Regions from separate parts of the Mus musculus genome. Here all the other regions are linked to region 4. The links are chromatin contacts, called in public Hi-C maps. All regions are on one chromosome and are shown on one strand. The core of a region is the stretch at or near the end of the contact, and the rest is flanking DNA. Distances in the headings are between cores, read along the strand shown. Region 1 has its middle 34 kb from the start of Gm46880. Region 2 has its middle 84 kb from the start of Gm46847. Region 3 has its middle 110 kb from the start of Gm46881. Region 4 has its middle 360 kb from the start of Gm46846. Region 5 has its middle 39 kb from the start of Gm46847. Region 6 has its middle 13 kb from the start of Gm11832. Region 7 has its middle 14 kb from the start of Gm46880.

Region 1 (3,765 bases), core at 233-2,732, 710 kb before region 4:
ATTAATTTTGGAGTTTACTTGAATCACTGTATATGGCAATAAAAGGAGCCCAAAATTTGAGTTAGAGAGCCTACATCAAAGAACTACATAAAATAAATCAAATGTATTCTTCTAGACAAGTTTCTTAGTAATATGGAGCCTCAGATTTTTACTGATAATTGAGAAAGGTATTCATATATTGTTGGAAAGATTATGAGAGATAATATATAGAAAGTATTTTTATATTATGAACACAATAAGGAAAGAACCATTTTAATCACTAACAATAAGCAATATTTTCTTCTATTTAAGAAAAGTGACTGGAAGAATAATTCCTTTTCTCAGTCTGTTTTGGAAAAAAGAAACAAAACCTTAGTGTTATTATCAAAATCTCTGTTAAAAGAAGAAAAAATCTAAGGCATCTTAATAACTTCAGTTGACTACTAAATCTTTCTCATTTATGAAGACACTAATTTCAGTTTGTTAAAATAAACAAAGCAGTTATATATGCATTTCCAATTACTCAAAGATGAGACCTATTAGCCAATGGAATTAACATGTAGTAGTAAAATATATAAAGAGAAAGACAATCTTGAAAGAAATTATTTGTAAACATCTTTCCCACGAAACAATTATAAAATAAAGGAAGTATCTTAATCCCAGCATTGTTTTAAAGGCCATGATAAATTAGCAAGTGCTTTGGTCACTCTTGGTTTCTAAGGCTTTCTGAGATATTGGAGAAAGTAAAAGCACTAATATGAAGCTACATAAACCTTGGTATATTGTAATTCCTTAAATGACCAAAACAATACTGACTGTGTATGCATCTCTTCTGCAACTGGGGGTTGCCAAGTCCTGCTGGAGGATGAGTCTTCCACACCTTCTGACAGTGTCCTCTCTCTAAGTGGCAAACATTACAGGTAATCATTTCTATGACACAGCAGCCATGTTTGTCTATGGAATATTCATAGCAGCGAGTCTGCTGCTCAAAATGAGTGAAAGCTCTGTTGCAGATAGTCTTATCCAGCAAGAATTCTCTAGATTCTCAGGAAAATCTATGTGAGTGAGCAGGACTAGAGATGTGTCTCTGAAGTTGATGGGCTTCCTCCACTATAAAGGAATTCTTCAAAGAGAATGGACAGGAAGTCACTTCTCTATTTTTGGAACTCATTAACAAACAAAAGCAGACTATATGTGCCTTCCACACCTATGAACAACTTCCAAGTGACCTTTTATTTATATCACCACCACCCCCCCCCCCAAAAAAAATTCTCCGGTAAGCAATTTTCTATGCACAGAGTTATTCCTGTAGTTTGGCAGATGAGGGGCGGGGGAGGCGAAGAGGACCACAAACACTAAGAATCAAATGCAAGCTCAGCTCGTCAGTTCCTCTGCCAAAAAGTGCGCTGAAGCCAACGGACCTCCCACGTTCTCCATAGTGTGCTTCTGTGCATGGTGATCTGCAAATATTATCATTCCATGACAATGCAGTTTCATCAAGGTACGTCTCAATCCATGGGATACGAGTCCCACACAACAGACGGGGACTTTGGCGGAGCTGTGTGCACGCTGCGTGTGTTACTTACTGGTTATATTGCGGTGGCCACACTGAGTCCCGTATGGCGCAGTATTAACGAATGGCATGCAAGCACCTTCTGTCGAAACATCTGCGACAGGGAAATTTCAGGCATTTTTCCAGAAAATTTTTGTGCTCTGGACCAAATTTTCATTAGGACTCTGAAACCTGGCAAGCAGCATTGTTGTGTATGATTTTTTTTTTTTTTAAATAAACTGGGACATGCCTTTGTTACAGGAGCGAGGGAAAGGGCCCTGCCATGGCTCCCTTCTATTCTAAAAAGTTCAGGAAACATATGACAGCTCACAAAATAACATCTCCCAACTTTTGGCTTTTTGTCGACATACAAATAAAATTCACAGTTTGGGATATGTAGCTTTTCCCATCTCAGGGTAAGAGATTCCAATGGAGGCTTCCTCAAGAAACGGTTTGTGAGGAGGACATGCTAGCAACAGGGATGATTTGTTCGTGTTTCATTTTTGATGCTGGCTGCCAAAAAAATAAATAAAACAAATCCACGCAAGAGTTTTTACTTGTTTTAAGGGGACAGCATGTCCCAGAATTAGGAAAAATAAATCAAAGAGCAGGGTGCATTTTGTACATGCCTGCTTGAACTCATAAAACACACGAATCAAACAAAGAGCAGGCTTCATTAATGTCACTCACAGAAGTATGAGTTTTTTTCCATTTTCTTTCTTCAATAATCTCTCTACTATACTAATGGAAACTAGAAAAACACCCTTTCATAATTTTTAAATTCCCTATGCCCTTCTATAAACACTAATGCAAAGCAAACATGTTTGGCAGTTAATATGTGCATTATCATTATGTAAATAGGCATGTTATCATTATAATTCAATGATGTTGTTCTTGGTAAGCCCCCCCCACTACACATATTATCCAATTTCAGTCATAATGCGTATTATACCGCCGGGGCTTTATAAGCCCTCTAGATCACAGGGAATAAGTAGACTGTATATAACAAGAGGTTTCCCACATATGCACAGATACTGGATGCAGCGACTGCCAGACAGACAGAGGCTGCTTCCCATTGTTCAGTTCCACCACAGCAATGTGCGGAAGCCTGAGATTAGTATCCATTTTACTGTTCAAATTGAGTACCACATTATGACATTTTATACTGACAACATTATAAGTTGAAATGATACATTTAAACTCCATGAGATGACTTGATCTAGCACTAACGTAAAATAGGCTGTGTATCTGAACCTTATATGAACTAGGAACAACTCATGTCACAGTCTGTTTGGAAATGTTACAGTGTTTGCATAAATCCATTGCTTATGCATAAGCACCAGGGAACCAGAATCCTGAGGCAGGCAGTAATCTATAAAGTTCTCACGGCGCTTGATAAGCATGCAAGGTGCATCGTACATCCTCCTTAGTGAATTGCAAATGTTTATGCAAGAAGGAGCACATAGCTGCATCTTGCATGAAAAGATCAGCAGAGATTTCTTTAGTAGGGATGGGAAGACAGCAGAGAAAGAATTGGCAGAAGGAAGATGAAAGGCTTGGTATATCATTTAGTCTATTTGGGCTCTTAAAACAAAATCTATTGTAAGAAATAGATTTGGAGGTTTTTAATCATCATAGTCTGTGGTCCAAATTACTCGACTTATCACTATTTTTTGTCTGTTTGTCTGATTTACCTATAATAGAAAGGGTTAAGTCATTAATGAAAGGATGCCGTGCCTCATTGATTCATAGGTTCTTTGTTTTTATAGAATCAGTAGCTATGATGTCTGAAGCAACAAAACAAATGATCAAATGATGTTTTCCCCCCTTTGTTTAAATAATGCTGTCACTATTCTGTTTCACATTCTTAAGGAGAATGCTGCTTGGCTCATTGTTAATCTGATAAGACAGCATAAATTGCTTAAAGATTCAATGTCTATAAGTTTAAAATGCATTAGCACTAGGTTCTGATTTAGAGGGTGAATTAGGTGCTATTTTTCATTTGTCCGCCACACCTTTTGTTAAGCACCTGCTTTGTGTGAAGCCTTCTGATTTGAAATGTCCTATTCAATTTTAGTTATGCATAATGCACCACTAGGCTAGAAACATATCTACCCTGGCATTGAGATAAGCAGATATTTAAAATGCAGAGCAGAACTTCTGTTTTAACCCAAGAAAGGCCATTTCTATTCCATCATCAGATTGCTGGCAGGCACAGTTTAAACAGTGGAGCT
Region 2 (3,451 bases), core at 192-2,691, 650 kb before region 4:
ATGTTGAGAATACTTGGATACCGTAGAGAACTGGGAGACTATTGGTGTCATTAATGGTCATGGAGAATTCATTAAGATGTCCTTGGTTGGAAGATACTGTTTTATTTTGGACATGCTGAGTCTGAAGTACCACTGGGATATATGAGCCTTATTGGTATGCAGGCAGAAGACAACAAGAAAGAAGAAAGTTGGCAGGGTTTAATAATCTATTCAACCTCGAGAGAGAAGAATTGCTTCTTGTTCAGTTCTCAGATATTTTATTGAAGAAAAAGAAACATTTTGGCTGTGCTAGAATCCAGTTCTTTAAATTTTATTCCAGAGTTTTATTTTGAATTCTTACGAAGCAAATGAAGGTGACACACATTGGTCAGCTACATGAGCCAGACACTTAAAAGCCATTAGCAAATGTATTTTCCATTGTCCATGTGTCTCAGGCTGAATGGCTGGATCAAGGTGACACAGTCAATTACCAAAGAATGATCATTCTGTCCAGCTTCAAAACGCAGGTCCTTTTTACTGCCACAGTGTGACAGTTACTGAGTTTGAATTTCAGCAATCCCAGCAGACATGCAAAGTGCTGGTATATATTCATGCACTGCTCCTCAGACATCCTGCTGTGCTGTGTCTAGGGCATAGTGGCTGATGGGAATGTACCATGATACACAAGGTGGGTTAAGAAGCAAACCGTTTTACATAGAAGTTCCATTTGGGAATACTAGCTCCAGTTGGACAAATGTTACTATGATCTAATTTTTAAAAAATATTTTTGCCATAATGAGACAAATCTTAGAATGTTTTCAGGGTCTATTTGTTGAAGTTACAGGGACCATGCTCCATAAGAATGTGTTCTCTGTGTCTGTCTCTGATTCTGTCTGTCCCATCTCTGTGTAACAGAGTTGAGACAGTAAAAAGTCATATAGTTCCTTATATTACTTTTTAAGTTACCATACAAGATGATAGGTTACATTATTATTTGCACTCATATATGGCAGTATACATTCTTCTTATTAATTTTTCTCTCCCATTGTCCTGCCCATCCCCCCTCTTTCTCTCTTGCTGGTCTCATTGGTTCCACTAAACCATAGTTTCTTCTGCTTTCGTGTCCCATGTATACTGTTACTCTTTCCTTTTTTCTTTCCTTTCATCTCCATTAAGATGTCTTCTAAATAATAAATGGACAAATGAGTTATAGAGACAGTTCTCAAAATAATAAATAAAAATGACTAGTAAGTATTTGAGGAAATGTTAGAAAATATTCTTAGACTTCAGAATAATACAATTTAAAAACTGTTTTAAGATTCTATCTTACTCTAATATGAATAGTTGTCATTGAGAAACACAAGAAATAGTGTTAAAGAAGTAGAGAAATTATTCCTGTACAGTGCAGCAACTAAAACCAATACGGCATTTCCTCAAAACCTAAAATTAGAATTACTATATAACTCATCTATTCCTGGTGATCTGCTGAGGGACTTATAAGTTGGTCTAGTACTCAGATATGTATACATTTATCTTTATTGCTTCATCTTCACAATAGCTATGGAATGAAAGCAGCCTAGATGTTTATCAATAGAAGAAAATACACATAGAGATTTATAACTGGCCAACACACAAAAAATATTGTAGAGTGCTCATTCCTCAATGGAATATACATATCCTCTTGCCAAGGCTCAAGAATCATTGCCAAACAAGGGTCAGAAAGATTGTAAAAGCCAGAAGTGGTGGGTGACACAGCTAAATATTTTGGCTGTGCTAGAATCCAGTTCCTTAAATTTTATACCAGAGTTTTATTTTGAATTCTTAAGAAGCAAATGAAAGTGAAACAGATTGGTCAGCTACTGGACAACCGGGTAGTTGCACATATGGCCTGACATTTGCTGTGACTGCATGCACAAATCCTGCCCACCGTCAAGCCAGACATAAATCCTAGCATCGAGTGAGAGGATGGTTGGTAAATTCTACCCCCATATGAACAACTATTGGAAACTGATGGCTGTAGGAAGAGAGTCGGTTTTCTTCAAGAATGTGATAGATCCCTGCAAGACTGCCCACACTCCAGTAGATGCTCCTATACCTGTGCATACACTGGACACACTAGGTGGACTCCATGTGGAATATGTGTGTGTGTGTGTGTGTGTGTGTGTGTGTGTGTGTGTATGTGTGTGAGAGAGAGAGAGAGAGAGGGAGAGAGAGAGAGAGAGAGAGAGAGAGAGAGAGAGAGAGAGAGAGAGAGAAGAGAGGTAAGATAGACAGACCAAACAGACAGACAGACTGACAGAGAAACAGACATACAGAGAGACACAGACAGACAGAGACATAAAATTGGGAAGGAAAAATGATGGAAGGAAACAGTGAAGGGCGTGTAAAATCACATTGTATACTTGTATTACAGTCTCAATCTTATAAAAAGTAAAAAAAAAATTATTCACTCAAAGATAAAATGAAATCATAACACTTGCAAGAAAATTAAATTTATTGTGTTAATTACAACAAGCCACAATCAGCAAGACAGACATTGTTCTTTCGCTCACATATTAAATCTAGATGAAAGATTGTGTAGTGTGTGCGTATATGTGTGTGTCTGGGGTGTGTGGAAGTAGAAAGGGGACTGTGAGAGAGGAAAGAACCCAGAGCTTCCTCTGGAGCATGAGGCCCACCCCATATCTTCCATCCCAGGTTGAATTTGTCATTTCTCTGTGTTAATCATGACTTCTGGAGTTGTGATTCCCAAGCCTGGATGTGGTGGTTTAGGGTTAATTATGTTCTTCTTAGGATTTTCTATCTGCATTCTAACACTGGTTGTACTGATGTTTTCTGATAACCTCTGCAGACCTGTTTGTGTTCAATGCTTTCTCTTTGGCTCATGCTTTAGACACTCACAGTCCCTTTTCTCTTTAGTCACAACAGCATGCAACTCTCACAAGGCAGCTTTCTGAACACCTATTTCTAACGTCCCTGATTCTCCCTATTACCAGCAACACAAATAAATTCACTTTCTCTAACTATGAAATTAATACATTTTTTTTACATTTTTTTTTCATTTTTCCGCTGGATTATTCCTGTTACCAGGCATCTTGTTAAGCCATGGATCAAAATCAATGGATTCTATTTTAGTGAGCAAGAGATGGCATTGGTATTGAAAATAAATTAATTTAAGTGGCTAAAAATAAAACTGTATACTCCTATCTATAGCTACTGTTAAATTTTAACTTTACTGTTTCCATGATAATAATTTAGATACCTTCATGTTACAAATTTTAAGAGTTTCTATTTCAATATGTTTAAGACCATGTAGGGGTTATAGGTAGGTTGGATTGAGTTCAAGTGATTGATAACCTCACTTTTGTTCTGTATAATAGTTTACTGGGATGTTATATATTAAAATAGCCTCTCTCATTATGTAAGTTCTGGGAAGAAACATCTGTCTTGATAGTTTCTAAGCTCTCATACA
Region 3 (3,948 bases), core at 65-2,564, 870 kb before region 4:
CAAAGGCCTACGACTGCATGCAGCAATTTCTCCCCTGCTCTCAGCACAGATGTTTCGCGCACATTCCATTACACCTACAAGCCATTACAGCTAATGGCTTATTCTGATGAAGAAAGCTGCTTTCTGCTCAGTGCAGCAAAGGGGAAAATCTCCTCCTGTACAGTTCGATCCCTGTAACAATGAGATGTGGGGGCAGGTGGCACAACAGAACTCTCTAATGTTAATTACATACTGTATTACCCCCAAATTTGGCTGGTCATTAATTATGCTAATTTACCTTGCTCAAAATTAGCACCATCAATGTGAACATTTGAGCAGATTATAGTAAAATGTAGTCTATCACGGTTGCTTGTAAAGCCTGAACCTTTGAAGCCATCCACAGAAAGATTATTGTTACTAGACAGAAAACCTTAAGGAGAAATGGGTGGTGGTGAGGCTTGGTCCCATTTGTGGAAAACATCCTAAAACTTCAGGAAGACAATATGAAGAGGAAATAATTTGACTAAGTCCTGGCTAATATGTTCTTTATTAATTGCTAGGTGTAGAAAGATTAGTTTAAAATAGAAAACATCAAGAAAAATAAGGCTGCTATGTTTTGGATTGAACACAAATCACAGGTGTTATTTTGAAACAGAATGCAGGAACTGTGGAAAATAACATTTTCTGGCAGGGTTTGGAGTTTTAACACTATGGAGTGTAGTGAGTTCCCTGTATTCATTTTTCATAGAAACTTGATAAGGACAGATGTGAATTGTCTTCAACAGCTCCTATCGTCAGAGACTGTATTTCTTTTATTTATTGCTCTATTAAAAATTAACATGTCTCCCCTTCTAACTAATGCTCAGATTTTCCATATTGATTACAGACTTAATAAAGTGTGTGAATCTGGTTAGGCTTATTTTTTCCATGTGAATTAAATAAGTACAATTGCATTTTGGCCTGGTGAAATTGATTGGATTTCAGAAGCAAATAGAATATCTTTTCGATGGGGTGAACAGCCTCCATTTCCTCTTCAAGGCTGCTATATCCTTCTATCCATCTCCAAGAAGCCATCATCATATTAACATAGATGACAGTCTGGCAAGGAGGTGCTGATCAAAGATAAATTTCACACTCGCACTTCGCATTTTCTAATTACACCATCTGTGTCAGACTCTTTCGTGGCAGTTCTGCCCAATCTGTCAAATGCTGCGTGCCTGTGGGAATGCAGAGGAGCTGAAAAAATCGCCCCGTCTCCCTCCCCCCTCCCAGCCTATCCATCACCCCCAATCGGAGCTGGGCAGAGATATTAGTCTAATTGGGGACCAGAATGAAAGTTCCAGGTTGCAGGGGAGATGAAGTGTTTGGGGAACGCAAGACATGAGATTGCAATTTGAATCATATTATAGGGCCTGCCCTAGCTTGTCTGGGAGCAGGCTGAGAGCAAGCCATGCGTGCAATATCAGGAGACCAGGGAGAGGGCAGGAGAATGCTTTTTTTTTTTTTTCTTTTTTTTTTTTTATTTTAAGAATCATGAATGAGAAAGTGTCTTCTTTCATTTCTCTGTTTCTTCCAGGCATATTAAGGATAAATGATTGTGAGCAGGCACTGATGGGAAGTGGTCATCCTTTTATTGTAAGAGTAAGGAGTTAAATAGAATGACCTAGCTGATAAGGCTAAATCTAATCTAATCAAGACCAGGCAAATCCGTCCAACAGTTCTACCTAAGTTAAAAAAAAAAAAAAAAAAAAAAAAAGTAATTCTTGGGGGATGCACTTTCAGACCTTTGGACACAATTGGTGAAATGCAAGAAACATAGAAGGCTGCTAGTGACTTTAATAATAATAATAATAATAATAATAATAATAATAATAATAGTTTTCAAATGCTTAGTAAAGTTCAATTGGACTTTGATCTCTTCTGTATTAATTTACGGTGACAAAGACCATGAAATATCAAAGAAAAATGAAATGATTGCCCTTTGAAACTAGTACCATGGCATAGCTATTTCTAGTTATTGATTTCTTTTTGCCCCAGGTTGCTGCCTTGAAGTCTTGTTGCATCTGATGCCAAGGTAAGTAAATAAGACAAATAAGTCATTTTAACTCTTCAGTGGGTGGACTCAGTTGTGTTTACTGAATCATTGGTCTGCTATCAAACCAGGAATTCCTCTCACTCTCCTTTCTTCCTCAACAGTATTATTTTTTCCTACAATCACTTTTTGTCCTACATTTCTCCATAGAGAACGTTGAGGATGGACAGAAAACAGGAGAGTCAACAAGAGAAAACTTTGCCTGTAGACCTAACTCTGCCATTTTTCCAATTCTGTTTTCTATGCATGTCATACCTTCCACTTCATAAGTCTGAGACATACACAAAAGCCTTGTGAAGATTTTCAAGCATCCCGAGAGCTCTAAGGTCACGTGATCTATGCGTTTGTTTATACCTTGTCTTGAATGAGGTGATATTTGAAGTATCTCTTTAATTATACTCAATTTGAAATTTTTCACTCCAAATGTACTCACTATCTTAGTGTCTTGATGCTAAAGGAGGACCTGTTTGTCCTCATTCTGTCCCATGGGAAATCACCTCATGAAGGAAAGGGGATTTGCATAATTCTTTGTCTTTCACATTGTACATGGTTACAATTTTATTGTTGACCTCTATTAAACATTAAGTATTAAATATTAAATAGCACCATTAAGTACCATTGGTAAATTTAATACTTGGACAGAAAGCAGAGTCTATTTGAGTAATCAAATGAGCACAAACTGGGAGCTCTGACATGATTCTACTTGTGAGGGGCAAAAGTTCACAACAACATGGCTCTTGAATAGGTCCTTATTTGTGGGAAATTGGAATCTTGTAAACAAAAAATCCATAGTTTTTCTTAGACTCTAGAAGTTTTCCTGGGCATAGCAACATAATGCAAATAGTTCCTGGAGTTTTCATCATGAAGATAGAACTGAATCTTTTGAAGACACATCTACTCTAACCATAGTGTGTCTGTGTGTGTGTGTGTGTGTGTGTGTGTGTGTGTGTGATCATAACTCAAGAATTTGGGAAAATGTGAGAAAGGACAATAAAAGAGGAAATGGAAGCTTAGAGACTATACACTAACTAAGTACAAAAGAGATGACCTACAGATTAGAAAATTCTAAGCGGTTTTCTATTGGAGTTGTGTCCAATATTAAAGGAAATGTTCTTCCTCTCAAAGCTTTTGATCGTACTGAGCCTGGATATCAATGAGGGAACCACATAGGAAATCCATTAAATGACTTAATCACTCTGCTTGCTTAAATCCGTTGTGAATGACAGTGGGGATCAGCTGAGGCAGATGATTTTTTGTTCTTTTATTGCCATGCAACTGTGTCCAATGTCCAAAGCCTGTCCTGTGTCCTGCTTATTCTCAGGAATAGGTAGGCAGCTAGCAGTAAAATGGACATAAATCATGGGCCTATTTATGAGAGTAAAATGATGACTTCTCTTGCGCGCACTGGACTGGCCAGCAGTAACGATGCTGCAACAGGATCCTTCTGCACACGTTTATTGGGAGAGCTTGATTGTAGAGGCGAAGAGACCCCGAGCCCAGAACTGGTGCTGCTTATATAGGCCTAGGAGAGGCGTGTCTCACACCCGGATTGGTTATGCACTACACCTCATTTGCATGTTCCTCATCTGATTGGCTACTCTCTCTCTCTCTGTACCTCACAGAGCCTCATTATCATACCTCATTTGCATGTCTCACATCTGATTGGTTGTACTCTCAAAACCTCATTATCATGCCCGGGCCAGGCAGTGTCTTTGCAAAAAACTTTACTGCATATGTACACATTGGTTGTTTGTCCAAACTTATGCGTGGTGGCCAGCAGTAGTCAGTGCCACTCTGCAACGACACATGTGGCTTCCCACAACTTCAGATACTATTTGTGAAGCTGTGTATCTGTGGAGTGTGACCTTCGCCCCATT
Region 4 (3,513 bases), core at 169-2,668:
TCTCAAAAATATGAAATCCCTTTCTTTTCTAATCCTTTTCTTGATTTTCTCCAAAATTAAAGGCTGTCTATTTCCTACCTGTCCCCTATAGCCTGGTGCACTGTAATAGATGGGTAGCATGTATGATTAAGATTCTGACAACTTTGGTTAGCACAGTGAAGCAAAGATGTTAGAAATATTCATGTCATTCAGTGGCTATTTGGCTTTCAATGGTTAAAGGATTTGCTTTCCAATTCTAACTCAGAACCTCCCGGCACTAAAGAAGCTTGGAGTGGTTGTCCATCTTCTGCTTTGTCGAACTCAGTTGTCCTATGCAATATGATATTACAAACTATGTGTACACTAAAAGGTAATGGGCCAAAAATGCTTGATTGCTTAAAAGGGGAGTCTGCTAAATACGAAATTATTGAATTGTTATTATCCTTCACTAAGTAATATATACAACTGTGTTTTAACATTTAATACCATTACTTAACATGTGAAAGTAAATAAATAAAATGGGCTAACAGAGGCAATACCATAATATTATTTAATCTGCAGTTCAAGGTGCATTTAAAAATAATAATTTTGTAAAGAGCATTCAGAAACATTTGATCTTTAAAATGCATACTTTTGCTTATTCTAGTGTTTGTTGATTTGAAGGGTTTGAGGTCAGCCCAGTAAATATTCAGTTTGCTTGGCACAAACTGTGCAGGAATCTAATAGAAAGCAATATTGTTGAAAATGGATATCAATTGAAAACAGAGAGCAGTGTCAACTATTCCCCACTGGGAACAGACAACAATAAAACCAGTCGAGCATTACACAGCCGAGCCTGCCAAATGTCATTAGAGTAGAGAAAAAAGGAAAGGAACATGGTAGGGAAAGAGGCACTTGGCTTTATTTCTTTTTCCTCTGATTTAAAAAGATACACACACACACACACACACACACAAGAGAGAGAGAGAGAGAGAGAGAGAGAGAGAGAGAGAGAGAGAGAGAGAGAGAGAGAGAGAGGTGGGGGAGGGGGAGAAGGAGAGGGAGAGGGAGAGATTGGAGTTTTCAGAGTAAGGATAATAAAATGAGAATTGCCCAAGCCAGTCACACTGTTCCCTTAGGGCTGGCATATTTTGCTTTGCTTCCAAAAGTAATTGTCTTAAGAAAATTTTACAAATATTTGTATTTCTTCGGTTGATTAACACCCCACCCCAAAATTCTTTGGATCGTCTGCATCTCTAATCACAAAGTTCCCAGTTTTAAAGCAACACTATAATGTTCGGTACTATGATCACATTTGGAGCATTGCTTAGTTAATTGATCTGAGTACCTGGCCTTTGCAAAATCTTCATTGTTATTGCCAAGTATCAGTGGAGAGACTCCCAGAAGGAGCAGACTGCAGAAAGCCCTATGGCAAAGAGAGATACTTGCAGCAGCTCTGAAACCTGTCAAATGATGGGATGCAGTTATAGAATGGCTGGGGAAAGGGAGCACGGAAGAAACTGACTTCCCTTCCTCACCTAAATCCCGATTTGAAACCCAGTGGTGTGACCACCCCCTAAACTTCTACTGTATTTGTGGCATTTTCATTGATGACTTGTAAATTTTCAAACAAAGAAAAATTGTCTCCTACAGACAATGGTCAGGCTACTGAACAGCCAGCCAAGAGCTCCCCCTAGTGAGGTTGTATACATATTAACATGAGTTTTCAACCGCACTCCATCGTGCACATGTGAAAGAGTACAAACACACACACATACACAGCTTAGTCTTGACTCACTATTCCAAAATATTATTTATTGATATTCTTTGAGAAGAACATTTTTAAAAATCCCCCAAACTCTCCTGATTATTTTTTCTGCACTGTGCTGTTAAATCCATACCAAGGCTGTACAGCCAGAGAACTCCCTCTGAATGAAAAATTGTTGCAGTGATCAAATCATTTTGAAATAGCAATAATCACATATTGGCTCCCAATCTGCATCCTAAAGTAGATGCTATCAACGTGGAATGTCCTCAGGGGCGGCATATTACTACATAATTAGCATAATAACTTTGTTGTGTAAACAAAATAAAAGACAGACTTGAAGACAAGAAATAATATCTTACAGTGCATTGATGTCTCCAGCTTCTACAGAAAATCCTCCCATCCTTGACCAACCTGTTCTTTCTGTTACAGCAGGGCTGTGATTAAACATGTAAGGATCGGTGCCAGCAGCTCTCTGTGTCAGTGGATCTCATGTGTGAGCACACACGTGTCCATGTATTTTATTGCAGAGAGATGTACAGAACGCTCAACCTCTCCATATTTAACAGAACTAATTTGCGATAATATCTAGTATAGCATCTCCCTAATCAACCCTAATTCTCTCAAATACATTTTGGCTTTCTCCAAAAAGATATTTTATTGGTTTTTATGATCCTTAATAGGACTCAAAAGGGAGAGTAGGGATTATTTAGGGAGAAGGAAGTGGCAAGTGTAGAAATCAGATGCAGAGATGAAAGGGATTTAATGGCTTTCTTAAAATTCTTTGAGAGTCATATCAACATTTTTAGTAAAATACAAATGACTGTGGTTTTATAATTAACAGCTGCTTATGTTAAGTACTGAGTGTCCCCTTGCTCCTGCTAATATTTTTTTTTTCTTAAACCACAAATCCACACGACCAGAGGTAATAGCTGTAAGATGTTGCAGGCACCTTAGAATTTGGTTTTTGTGCTGCTACACAATCACACATGATCCTGGAAGCTGGCAGACAGGAAAATGGCTCAGACAGGAGATGGTCAAAACATGTTGTTCATATTACTGCAATGCTTTCAGCAGAAAGCATATGCATATAAACTCTGAGTTCACTGGGACCCCTTTTTTATGAATGCTATTGCTTTCTTCCCTTGGGGGCTGGTGACAATGTCAGCCTCTGCAATGCTTTGGAGGGACAACCTGCAATGGAAATACACACAATACAATGTGATGTATCTTACAATATTTCATAAAGTACATGTTTTACAAATTCGTTTAATGTACCCGAATATTTGTCTTTTCCAGGCTTGTAAACTTCTATAAGACAACAGCGATGACAAAAAGACAGGTAAGGGCAGGGGAGAGAGTGGGGCCGAGGTACTTCATACAGGGAGAGGTGGGGCTATAATTTACTGCCATCGGCCACTCTGTTAGGGCTTAGACTTCACGTTGGTAAAACTCACACCTGTGTTGGGCTTATTCTCATGCAGGTTGTGAGCGCATGATTCAGCCTGCAGAAACTGGCTTTCCTTCCTTACAAAAAGGAAAATTATAATGCTCAACACCTCCCTGAATCAAAATGAAGCAACCATAGAAAGAACTGAATTTAGACCTATTATGTTAATTAAAATTCTGTCAGCATCTCTGAAAGTGTAATTTGGCCCAATGTGTTAAAAAAACAACAACAACAACAACAAAACATCATGAAAATTAGCTAATGAATATTGTGCAGTCACTTTCCTAACATAAAATAACTCAACCATTTAAATTGCACGGATTCCAAAATGGCCTAATTT
Region 5 (3,809 bases), core at 1,161-3,660, 610 kb before region 4:
CAAGAAAACATCGCTGGTAACCAAAAGTTAATATTGTCAGTTATAAGTGAACTAATTCTCAAATATCCTTGCAAATCAACCATCTGAAAGCAGAACACCAAGCTCAAAATTACTATAACTTTATAAGTTATATAGTCCCATCCTAGGGGAATTTCCTAAGCCACCACCTCATTAAAACTGCACTACTGAGGAAATAGAAGAACACTTTCTTTTCAGTCTGCCTATTTATTTGGAGAACCTTGAGACAGGTTTTTCACTACAGTGAATACAAGGTAGCAATTTAGTACCTGGTCTATAACAAGAATTATTTATAACAACACTGAATAATGTATAAGTTTTGACTGTGACAATTCTAAGATGTCTTTGGACAGCAATAATGAAGGAGTCTTATTCCAAACACCTTAGAAGCTCGTGAAAGAAATTCCAGTCTAATAGAGTTATGAAGAAGTATCAAATATAAATGAGTTGGTTACATGAGCAGAGAAGCTGTAAGGAGCTCAAACCCCAGGGAAGTGTGGCAGTGAGATGTTCTATTCTGACCCATTACACTGCTCGGATGCTGCAATGTTAGCTAAGGTTTAACCTTTAAATTCCATCCCATAAATTGAGATATATTTCCTCCTTGCATTTAAGAGAGAAAATCAAGGATTTAGGTAATGATAAAAGGCTCTGTAACACTATCATCTCTACTTTTCTGTCTTACATTTTTTCTTTACTATTTTTATGATAATTTCTTTTATTTTGGAAATAGTTATTTTTTTCTTGAAAAAAATAACATAGTTTTAGCTCCTCCAACTCAGAATAAGATGCTAATTAATATTTTAACATTTATAATTGATAACATTTTAATATTTTAAAGTTGTTTTAAAGTGCTTTAATTTTGTCATTATAAATTAATAATATTTTTCATATTAAAAAGTTGTTCAGTTACACAGTTAAAGAATCCAAAACAGAGTAGTTTCCCAGATCACATCAGAAACAAAGGGACAGGATGGAGTCGCCCCGTCAGACTCTTACCGTTTCTTGTTCCTTCTATACATTGTGAGGACTGTTCAGGCTTTGCCGATTCTTCACTATCCCTGTCTGTAAACATCAGAGCGACTTTAATACAAAAATGCATTACTGGTTTCTCAATCTCCTTTGTTGTTGTTTACATTGAAGTTATCTATATATTTCTCTTATTTTTTTCATTGAACAAAGTTTAGAAACCCTTCTAAACTGTTGTTTACCCCCCCCCCCTTCTAACTAGCACAAAATGTTAGCAGCTATGCTTCTATTAAACAGACAACAAATATCAAGCAAATGTGGGTGGGGGATGGTCAACATGATTCATGTCAGAAATATGTGACAAAACGTTGAGGCTACCTGAGATATTTAGAATATTTCTTTAATGACTTCTTGTAGGGCTTGGCACCAAAAATAAAAAATAAAATCTTTAAAAGCCAACTTGCAAACTTAAACTGTGGTTGTTCTATAAGCCAGGCTTGCAAAGTTTGAATGCTAAGACTTGGTTGCAAAGCTAATCACCTAAGCAATTCATCTCTGCTGCTTGCTGTTGTTTCACACCCAGGGTGCAGGCAGGGAAATCCCAAATGGAGGAGATACACAAACAGGCTTCAGTATGCACACACTGCTACCCTGGGGCTGGGTATGTTGCATGTTTGTGTACACATTATATGAATATGTGTAGAGCAAGTGGGATTACAGCTGAAATACAGCAGAACTCAATACACTACTACAAAAAAAAAAAAAGAAGAAGAAGAAGAAGAAAAAAGAACGAAAAAGAAAAAAAAAAAGACTTTATCAGAGCAAACTAAAGGTGCAAAACACCTTTTCAGAGTGTGCTTTTAAATGACCTGCCACAGTGTTTTCTAATTATTACAATGTGAAAATCATTAGAGCAAACAGAAGCAAATGTATTTCCTCACTCGCCTGTTTCCTAATTACAATGTACAGGCTGCAGATAATAGCCCTTTGCTGTTGTTACTATTTAGCAACTTTGAGCCAGTTTTTAACAGCCCACCCTCTCCACTGTACGATGCTATAAATTGCAACACAAGTCAACACATCGGTGTATAATTTCCCCCAAGGTTTTATAAGAATCATTAATATAAAACATTAATGTGGAGAGCCCGTAGTACCCCTCCCCGTCCCATTTTTGGTTAAGAGTTTAAATCTATTGACTTGTAGCTGGCTTTTAAAATGACATTTTTTTCCTCGCTGCCTTTAATTCAATCCAAATTAAAAAAAAAATAAATAAAAAGATGCCAGATGTCATGAGGCCAATAAGCAGGTGGGCCGAAGCTTCTGTACCAATTCAAACTGGCACCGCATCAAACCTGGTGGGTATAACCTTTAATTCACTGCTTCCCTGGCACCAGATCTCGTGCCATCTGCTCAGCCTCGCTAAGCTGTGCATGTTTCTGTGTGGGGACGATGCCAACAATGCAAACTGTCTCCTACATGTGCAGGGAATCATCAGTGCAACTAGTTTTTCGAGACCCATATGGTGGCATCTGCGAAGGCACACTGTCAGCATCGCTGCCTGTACCACCCTTCGAGTTTTAAGAATGGGAGGAGAGAATGCCAGTTTTGTAATTCACTACAGAGAGCCAGGAAGAAAACTTTTGCTTTCCTTCTGGTTGCTTTTATTTGGCATCATTTGACCAGAACACCTGAGGCATAGGAAGAGCCTCGACCTCAGCTCAGAGGCCAAGAACTCCAGAAAGGCTTTGTACCCCTCTCACTCCAAGTTTTCAGACATAGAACGGCCGCATGAAGCCCCTCCGTCGCTGCACCCACACCACAGAAGGCTCTCTTTGAAGAGTCCTTTCTTATTTCCCTTATGATTTCAAATACAGAGATTATCTTGACTTGCTGGGAAATGAAGGAAGATAAAAGAATAGATTTGCTTATCACTGCCCACATTTCACAGATCTTAGAGAACCCGCGCAGTTCTGACCTATGAAGAGTTGATCCTTCATCTGCTTAATGGTTTCAATTATAAGCGGAGCATTGATAATATAAATTCTCTCTCTCTCTCTCTCTCTCTCTCTCTCTCTCTCTCTCTCTCTCTCATTTTTTAGAGTGCTCCAGAATGAGAGATTACTTCCTTGATTCTTAACTACCGATAACTACCGCCTCTCTTATCCCAAGACAAGACAAACACTCCCAGCTTATCTTCTAGAAGACTTAAAAACTTGGACCAATGCTCTATTGCTAAATAGAAAAAAACGAATAGAGTTGTGTTAGTTTTGTTGTTCCTTACCTATTCCCCATAGTGACTATAAATTCCATGGAAATACACATTTTGCTTAGCTTGTTTGCCTCAATGTACGTTCTAATAAGGAATCTAAGACCATTTACTGAACAAGTAAAAAAGAAATAAATGTATTTACAAGCATAGAGAAAATTTCATGTTTAGATAGCCTGATAGGAAAAAATATATTCTAGAAAATATGAGACACAGTCAATCCAATTGAATCAGTGTACAAATGTACTGTCTTCTGTATCCTAACTCTGGGCTGCATACTGTGCTAAGCACTTCACAGTCTATATCTTACTTTATTATTTCAAAAACTATGTTAATTACTGATATGCCCTCCAACACACACCACTGTACAGAAAGAAGTCGCCTGGAAAGAACAGGGTTAATTAGTAGTCAAATCTAGCCCCTTATGATTCTAGAGCCTACATCTTAATTACAACATTAAGCAGTGTCTGCTCTATCAAAATATTTGGTAACTTCAACCTGAATCAAATGAAAAATGTGTCAGATAATAGGTGCATGCTTCTACCATATGTTAGGT
Region 6 (3,980 bases), core at 197-2,696, 910 kb after region 4:
GAGATGGTAGAACTCTCAGATCCTGCTGTGCCATGCCTGCCTGGGCACTGCAATGCTCCCACGTTGATGATAATGGACTGAATCTCTGAACCTGTAAGCCAGCCCCAGTTAAATGTTGTTCTTATAAGAGTTGCCTTGGTCATGGTGTCTGTTTACAGCAGTAAAACGCTAAGACATAAGTTGGTACCAGGAGTGGGGTATTTCTGTGATAAGCCTGACCATACTTTACTCAGAAAAATGTGGATTTTGAAAAGCAGTGGGATGCTTTAAGTGGGGCTTAGTGGGCCATCTTAGTAGGAATGTGGAAGAGTTTATTGCTGAGAGTTCTACAGTTGCATCCAAAGGCAGACAGGAGAAGACTGGTATACAAGAAGATACAAGGGTCTGAAAGCCCACAGTGACACACCTTCTCCAACAAGGCCACACCTCCTAATAGTGCCACTCCCTGAGCCAAGCATATACAAACCATCACAGACATCATCAACATGGCTTCAGGTTGCAGCACAGACTATGGACATCCACATGACCTTTGGTGGTAACACTAGCCATAGGCACCAACACAGACCCTGGCTGAAGCAGGAACAGGGACCCAGACAGACATCAGCGTGGCCTCAGGAGGCAGCTCAGACCCAGTACATCTGTGCGGCATTCAATGGTACCTTGGGCCAGGGACATCAACATGGCTCCCAGCTGCTGTAAGATCACAGACATCCACATGAACCTCGGGCTTCAACACAGTCTGAAGCAGTGGACCGTGAATACCAAAGTGGCCTTGGGGGACAGCACAGACCATAGAGGTCTTTCAAGAGAGGTCTTTCAAGCAGGTTCATTCCAAAAATTGATCTGTTCTTCCTCTTGGACACCCTGCTGTTGCTCAGAACCATGGCAACTGTGCAGCTGGGGAGCCTGTGGAGGGGGCAGGGGGAGGGGCTAAATTGGAGTGCAAGCTCCAGGCTGCTACACACCGCCCTATCCCCTATCGTCCCTACTTGGCAACTACATGTGTCTCCCCCCCCCGCCCCGCCCCCACCCCCACCGTCCACCGCAGGCCTCTCTCACTTCTATTACCACCATAACATTTCTAGTTCTGCACCCTCTCCACCATTTGCTCACTGCTCCGTTGCTCTCTTTTCTATCTCTGTATGGAATATTTGTTCATTGTGACACTGGAAACTGTGGGTGTCATAATACACACACACACACACACACACACACACACACACACACACACACACACACACACTAGCCAAGATGGCTGTACTTGCAAATATTCATTGCAATGAGTCTTTGGTTCACGGTTTCTGGTTTCTGAAGCACCAGACATACTGGACCATTGCTGGCCCCTATTGGAGAACCTGCCAGAGTCATGGTGATCCTGCAGCTCTGGTTCTGCAGGACCGGCCCTTTCACGTGCTCCGGCGGCTCGCAGATGGTGTAGATGTTGGGGTAGACTGACTCAAAGCACTGGATCTGGGCCCAGATTGTAGCTGAGTTGGTCAGCTGTGGCTCGGTACACTTTCTGTTTAATTAAATAATTTACTGCTCATGGCCCTTCACCCACACAAGGAATATAAAACCCGGACAATATAAAATGTTAGAGAAAATCACACCGTGGGGCACATGGATAACTGAAATGGGTTATAGCTTTTATAGCTATCATAAGGGAAACAGGAAGACAGTATGCGAAGGCTGATGAGACAACTGTGAGCTGTTGCTGCCCCCTGCAGGCCATCCACCATAAAACAGCATTGTATATACAAATAGTTCTGGCCAGGATATGCAGATAATTAAAGTTACAGATAATAAATTAACAATATTTTATATAGTTAATTCATTAGTCTTAAACTTTTTCTTCGCATTTTTATTACATTTATTTTCACGGTGTTAGGAGGTATGTCATAGCCTGCGGAGGTCAGAGAACAATTTGTGGAATCTTCTCTCCTACTGCGTGGGTCCCAGTGGTCAAACTCAGATCATGAGACCTAACAGTAAATGCACCTCCCTTACCCACTGAGACATCCCACTGACCCAACTTTATTTTTCATAAACCCCAAAATCTTTGGGGATTTGCTTTGTTTTGAGATTTTGCTCTCAGTAAATATGTTTCTGGCATAAACGGTAGAGGCTCAGAGCTCTTCATACTAATAACTGCTAAAGACAGCCCTTAAACTTTCCTTTAACTTATGAATCAAATATAAAAGTTCTGAAACCACACTGGCTTATGATTGAATTCAGCTCCTTTCATGAAAAGTGATGCTCCTGGAAAGTATTTGAGCTCTCATTTTTCTCCCCTGTAAAATGAAGAAAATAATAATAATAAAGATAATATTATCTAAGTTTTGAGATTGCCATGAACAAAATAAAATAAGGCATATAGATTCAGCAATGCCATTCAGACACATAGTCAGGAATCCACAAATAATTTATTATTTCTAATTATTATTATTATTAAAAGAAAGTATGCATTTTAAGTGACTTCCACACAATCTATGGGAAGGCTGACTAGAGCATCCAGGCCTGCTGACTGCGAGCCAAGTGTCAGACCGTCACAAGGATGCTGACTTGCTCTTCATGCAATTAATATAAAGCTCGGGGTTCCTGGAGATAGCCACACAATTCCCGCAAGCGGCTATCCAAATAGCTCACTGTCAAGTCCTTTATAAGCCCAGCACATCACAGATTAAGGTTACTGGACAATCCTCCAGCATCTAATGACTTCATTGCACTGGAATGACAAAAGTGGTTCAGCTTTTGTTTTTTGTTTGATTGTTAATGTATTTTTAAAGATGTATTTAATTCTATGTGTTTTGCTGACATGTGCCTTTGCACCACACAGATGTGTGCCTGGTGCCTAAGGTCAGAAGAGGGTATAAGATCCCTGGAACTGGAGTTAGGTGTGGTTGGGAACTACTATGTGGGTCCTGGGGATAGAAGCCTCGGGCCCTGTAAGATCTTAACTGCTGAGCTAGCTCTCCAGCCAGATTATACACTTTCAGACAGGGTCCTATACCGTAGCAGAGGTTGGCCTTAAACTCATGACAATCTTCCTGCCTCTACCCACCTTGGGCTGGGATTGCAGGCATCAGCCACTGTACCTGTTTGACAAAGCTGATATTTTCATGACACTGCCTCATAGAAAGTAAGCACATTCCATTTCTCCCTCCGCTCTGAAATCCCCTTTTTAGATGCTTTAGATAAATATCTTTTAAAATATCTATTGCTTGTTTCTATCAGGCCATTTCATTGTCTCTGGTAGAGCAGAACCAGATGCCTCATTCCCCACGAGAAACCATCGCTTGTCAGTTGACAGGTCCGAGTCTTCTAACATTCCAGGAACGATGCTTCCATGAAAGTTGAGATGCTGCAGATTTCCATCTAGTGTCATTGCTAAAAATTTGTGGGTTCAAGAGCTGGGGAAAGTCCTGAGGCACCGAAGGTCAGCCTTTCTTACAGAGAGGGTGGGGTCCCCTTAGTAATAAGTATCACACAAGTACTTTTTTTAAAAAAAATTTTTTCCCTGGAGCTGGGGAGATGGCTCAGCAAGTTAAGAGCACAGGCTGCTCTTCAGAGGACCTGGGCTTCATTCCCAGCAACCACATGGAGGCTCAAAATCATCTGTAACTCTAGTTCCAGCGATTCTGCCACCCTCTTCTGTTTTTTGTTTGTTTGGTTTTGGTTTTTTTGAGAAGGGTTTCTCTGTGTAGTTCTGGCTGTCCTGAAACTCACTTTATAGACCAGACTGGCCTCAAACTCAGAAATCTGCCTGCCTCTGCCTCCCGAGTGCTGGGATTAAAGGAGTGTGCCACCACGCCCGGCCCCTGTCACCCTCTTCTGGCCTTCACAGGTTGCAGGCATACACATGACATACATATGTAAATGCAGGGAAAACACACACACACACACACTAGCTGTGTTTAAAAAGTGTCCCCTGAAAAGTTCATCTCCTGGTTCTCTTTTGACCCTGATGGCTTTCATTGTGG
Region 7 (3,794 bases), core at 1,247-3,746, 730 kb before region 4:
CCTGGTGACCAAAATACAACCAAAATTTCCTAAAGCTTTGAAGCAAAACAAGAGCAAGTTCTACACTCTAAATAACTGCTGTTTGCTATGTATTGCTAGAAATGTATAAATCAAACCAGAGATTGTAAATTTAACCACTTTTACTTAAGTATTTTCGTGTATTTTATGGCCTTCTATTTTAAGTCAGGGTTCCGTAAATAGTTATTGAATATTTTCATGATAATAAACATGTGTTTCATAGCATGCCTTACCCTTGAGAGGGTTTTATAACCATGCAACAATGAAAAACATAACGGATTTCTGAACGTTTCCATCAGTACTCATGCATCATGGGAAACAGAATGGAGATCAGCATTATTGCCATGGGCTTGGAGTTGCCATGGCCACTAGTTATCATGAGAAGTAGATTTGGACCACCCATCCTTACTTTTGTTTAGAAGTAGATTTGGACCACCCATCTTTACTTTTGTTTTCACTCTGTGGCCTTTTCTAAAGTGAGCACTAGTCAACATGATTGATAGTTGCGGGAAATATTTTTTTTTAAAAATTGATCTGTCACGCTCTCCCACTTGTGCCTCTGCCACAGCAGCCTGGCCTACCATGCACTGGCTGGCAATGGCCAACTTGTTTTTATCTTGTGGAGGCTCTGACTCAGAACTCCATAATCTCTCCACCTAGCTCGCTAAGTTCCCACTCTCAGGTCTTTACACTCCAGTCCCAATGCCTCATTTTTTTGGGGGGTGCACATCTGCAGCCATACCTTTCTCTCTTGAACCCAGACGAGCTGTAGTGTGAAGGAAAACGCAACACAAACTAAGTTCAGAAATAATGGGAATTCAATCTCTGGATGCAACAACTAAAACCTCATCTTGTAGGCCTTATTAAAATCTGATTCAGAGCAGAAGGGGTCTGCAACCCTATAGGTGGAACAACAATATGAACTAACCAGTACCCCTAGAGCTCATGTCTCTAGCTGCCTGTGTAGCAGAAGATGGCCTAGTCGGCCATCATTGGGAAGAAAGCCCCCTAGGTCTTGCAAACTTTATATGCCCCAGTACAGGGGAATGCCAGAGCCAAGAAGTGGGGGTGGGTGGGTAGGGGAGCAGGGCGTGGGGAGGGTATAGGGAACTTTCGGGATAGCATTTAAAATGTAAATAAAGAAACTATCTAGCTAGCATGATGGCGCACGCCTTTAATCCCAGCACTTGGGAGGCAGAGGCAAGTGGATCTCTGAGTTCGAGGCCAGCCTGGTCTACAGAGTGAGTTCCAGGACAGCCAGGGCTACACAGAGAAACCCTGTCTCAAAAAACAAAAACAAAACAAAACAAAACAAAACAAAAACCCGAAAATATCTAATAAAAAAAAAATCTGATTCCTTCGGTGGTGAATCCTTTCGGATCTGCCGTGATACTGGGAAACTCTAGCAGTTACATCTTACCCTCAAGCTGTCCAAAAAGAGACCTGACTGGCTCCTGCTTCCTCTCTTCCTCCATCCAACCCGGAAGTCCCGCCTACTAGCCCAGTGATTGGCTCTTTTATTCATTAGTGGATTAGTTCACAAGAACAGCACCAGGCCCATCCAGAACAATTGAATCTCAAATGTCTCATAAAAACTGCCAATTCCAAATAACCAGAAGTAATGGAAACACAGCAAAACAAACAAACCAACCAACGTTACAAACAGTCCAACAGACAGACATGATCTTTACCAACCAACATTCACAAACAGTCCAGTTGACAAGCATCATCTTTGGAATATGCTTAGCCAATTCTTTAGGATGTAAAATTTCTTTATCCTGGAGTGTGGAGACATGGGTTTCACATGGCTTGCAGGATTCAGGACCATAAATCTATAGTAATCTCATTTGGGTAAAGGAGTGAGATTAAGGCCAACTCTCCACCAATTCTGCAGGAAGTAATGTCCTGCTTTGAATTCCTCTGACTGACTTAAGGAAAGATCAACCATTTCCAATATTTTGCTCGACTTCATTCCATGGAAGCCATCTTTATCACTGACTTTCCCTCTTGTGCTTTCTCTTGCTTATTCCTAGAAATTTCCTTTATCCTGGCTTTCTGAAGTTCTCTCTACACAGTTTCTGATCTCAGTTCCCTTTCCTGAACTGCTATCTCCAGCTTAGTATTCTTCTCTAATGAATTTTCTCTCTCAATACACTGCGCTCTTGTTTCCTAAGCTTCTTCCAATCCCAGCACAATGTATTCCTAATATCTTCCTGATCTAAGTCTTCAGCGTCTGAATTTTCCTGATTTCTTCTTGTTCCCTGTCCTTTTAAAAAGTCTGTTTTGTCTCAAATTGGTATTTTAAGCCCCAAATTTACATTTAAAGGGCATAAATAACCCTTATCTACAACCCCTGTCAGGCCCTTCCTTTCCTTAGAGTTCAGCTTCTTTGTTTGCCAAGTGAGGTAGATGGGAGAGATCTGAAAAGTCTCTTTCAGCATAAACACCAGGGCCCTGCAGACATTAGACACTGTCCTGTTCGGTATGTGTAGGTTCATTGGGGTTACTTACCACAGAATAGGTTTTTGTGTTCCATAGTGTGTCTTGAGCACTTTGACCCTCAACACATTAAATGATCAGCTGGGTCATAAAAGGAAGAGGCAGAGAGCCAGTGTGCCACATGTACCTGTGTCTGGGCTCATAGCCAGGCCTGCTTGGGAGGACAGGAAGCGGCAAGAGCACAGGGAAATGTTCTGTGTGAAGTGACATGGGGCCGTGTTACACAGGGTCTTTGTGAGACTCCACAAATAATGACCAAAAGTACAGGGACTTCACAGAGAAAGTTAATGAAAGAGAGAAAAAGAAAAAAAAAAGAAACTTTAAAATTCAGAATGAAAACAATTAAAACAAAAGAGCAGAAAATGGAGAGGTGGGTTTTTGTTTTAGCTCCAGTAAGATTATTTTCTCAGATCATGAGCTAACCACCAACTAGGCAGGGAGCTAGGCGGTTACCAGATCTGCCAGGCAGGCAGAGATGGATTTATTTATGTGTGTGTACTGTGGAATGAGACATGAGTCCAAATCTTTAGTCTTTCTAGTCCCTAAGACAGAAACCTTCAAAAATCATAACTCTTGAATGCCACAGGCAGAAATGGCCACATATTTCTTCTTCCTAAGACATTTGTAGGCCGCTTTCCACTAGATTGCTAGATCATTGATGAATCTATAATATCAGGTACAAGGAAAAAAATTATATTCCCTCCATTCTATAGCAGACAATGCGTCGACTATAACTTGTCAGTTTCAGAAAACAGCTCTTTGTAAACAAGCAGAATCCTTGCAAAGGACTTCCTGATTCTTGAAGGGAAAACTTGTAAACTTTACGTATTCTGGGAGTTTATTTTAATTTTATTGAACCATCTTTGTTTTTAAAATAAATAAACAAACCATTTATGTGTATGTGGGTATGTGTAATTTTTGAGAAAAGGCTAGCCTCTTCTTTGGGGCAAACATCTTGCCTCAGCCTCCAAGTGCTGAACAGGTGAGAACTACCTCATTCTGCAGCTTGTATGCATGCATGTATGTATGCATGTATGCATGTATGCATGTATTCATGTATGTATGCATGTATGCATGTATCTAGTATTTATATCAGACACATATGGGCTATAAGGCTTTCTGGAAAATGAATGACAGATGCTTAGATTGACACACTTTTAAAGATAAATCCACAATAAAAAAAGACTCTGTTTATACAAGTAAGTAGCTATCGTTGCTATATCCCTTTTCCAGGTGGGCACATAGAGGTTTGAAGTGATGTAATAAGTTGAAACTGG

The links. Hi-C and Micro-C count contacts between places; a contact is called where the count stands out from the background.
Region 1: a Hi-C map of cerebellum shows a contact between it and region 4, with 4 times the contacts expected there. The contact joins two enhancer-like sites. A contact is called at or near these places in 7 of 484 Hi-C or Micro-C datasets (the 3T3-L1 cell line, cerebellar granule neurons, cerebellum and 3 more) and 1 of 115 datasets of contacts at active chromatin or transcription factors (embryonic limb bud).
Region 2: a Hi-C map of cerebellar granule neurons shows a contact between it and region 4, with 2.0 times the contacts expected there. The contact joins two enhancer-like sites. A contact is called at or near these places in 3 of 484 Hi-C or Micro-C datasets (cerebellar granule neurons, cerebral cortex and cortical neurons).
Region 3: a Hi-C map of cerebellar granule neurons shows a contact between it and region 4, with 2.1 times the contacts expected there. The contact joins two enhancer-like sites. A contact is called at or near these places in 2 of 484 Hi-C or Micro-C datasets (cerebellar granule neurons and cerebellum) and 2 of 115 datasets of contacts at active chromatin or transcription factors (embryonic forebrain and forebrain).
Region 5: a Hi-C map of cerebellum shows a contact between it and region 4, with 2.8 times the contacts expected there. The contact joins two enhancer-like sites. A contact is called at or near these places in 1 of 39 promoter capture datasets (hippocampal neurons), 1 of 15 datasets of contacts at CTCF or cohesin (pro-B cells), 8 of 484 Hi-C or Micro-C datasets (cerebellar granule neurons, cerebellum, cerebral cortex and 3 more) and 1 of 115 datasets of contacts at active chromatin or transcription factors (embryonic forebrain).
Region 6: a Hi-C map of cerebral cortex shows a contact between it and region 4, with 5 times the contacts expected there. The contact joins two enhancer-like sites. A contact is called at or near these places in 7 of 484 Hi-C or Micro-C datasets (the N1E-115 cell line, cerebral cortex, embryonic fibroblasts and 3 more).
Region 7: a Hi-C map of the N1E-115 cell line shows a contact between it and region 4, with 6 times the contacts expected there. The contact joins two enhancer-like sites. A contact is called at or near these places in 2 of 39 promoter capture datasets (cranial neural crest and stem cell-derived epiblast-like cells), 3 of 484 Hi-C or Micro-C datasets (the N1E-115 cell line, cerebellar granule neurons and cerebellum) and 1 of 115 datasets of contacts at active chromatin or transcription factors (cardiomyocytes).

The regions. Positions count from the first base shown.
Region 1 is chr4:13,246,433-13,250,197 of GRCm38.p6, reverse strand. No RefSeq gene overlaps it. Among named protein-coding and RNA genes, the nearest start is that of Gm46880, 34 kb to the left of the region's middle. Within about 2 kb of position 1,482, at least 18 of the 459 cell types and tissues checked have an H3K27ac peak or open chromatin away from gene starts, as enhancers often do. A contact at or near this core is called in cerebellum, where this site is marked.
Region 2 is chr4:13,190,756-13,194,206 of GRCm38.p6, reverse strand. No RefSeq gene overlaps it. Among named protein-coding and RNA genes, the nearest start is that of Gm46847, 84 kb to the right of the region's middle. Within about 2 kb of position 1,441, at least 4 of the 459 cell types and tissues checked have an H3K27ac peak or open chromatin away from gene starts, as enhancers often do. A contact at or near this core is called in cerebellar granule neurons, where this site is marked.
Region 3 is chr4:13,405,722-13,409,669 of GRCm38.p6, reverse strand. No RefSeq gene overlaps it. Among named protein-coding and RNA genes, the nearest start is that of Gm46881, 110 kb to the left of the region's middle. Within about 2 kb of position 1,314, at least 27 of the 459 cell types and tissues checked have an H3K27ac peak or open chromatin away from gene starts, as enhancers often do. A contact at or near this core is called in cerebellar granule neurons, where this site is marked.
Region 4 is chr4:12,536,921-12,540,433 of GRCm38.p6, reverse strand. No RefSeq gene overlaps it. Among named protein-coding and RNA genes, the nearest start is that of Gm46846, 360 kb to the right of the region's middle. Within about 2 kb of position 1,418, at least 32 of the 459 cell types and tissues checked have an H3K27ac peak or open chromatin away from gene starts, as enhancers often do. A contact at or near this core is called in cerebellar granule neurons, cerebellum and cerebral cortex, where this site is marked.
Region 5 is chr4:13,145,657-13,149,465 of GRCm38.p6, reverse strand. No RefSeq gene overlaps it. Among named protein-coding and RNA genes, the nearest start is that of Gm46847, 39 kb to the right of the region's middle. Within about 2 kb of position 2,410, at least 20 of the 459 cell types and tissues checked have an H3K27ac peak or open chromatin away from gene starts, as enhancers often do. A contact at or near this core is called in cerebellum, where this site is marked.
Region 6 is chr4:11,625,922-11,629,901 of GRCm38.p6, reverse strand. No RefSeq gene overlaps it. Among named protein-coding and RNA genes, the nearest start is that of Gm11832, 13 kb to the right of the region's middle. Within about 2 kb of position 1,446, at least 40 of the 459 cell types and tissues checked have an H3K27ac peak or open chromatin away from gene starts, as enhancers often do. A contact at or near this core is called in cerebral cortex, where this site is marked.
Region 7 is chr4:13,266,788-13,270,581 of GRCm38.p6, reverse strand. No RefSeq gene overlaps it. Among named protein-coding and RNA genes, the nearest start is that of Gm46880, 14 kb to the left of the region's middle. Within about 2 kb of position 2,496, at least 9 of the 459 cell types and tissues checked have an H3K27ac peak or open chromatin away from gene starts, as enhancers often do.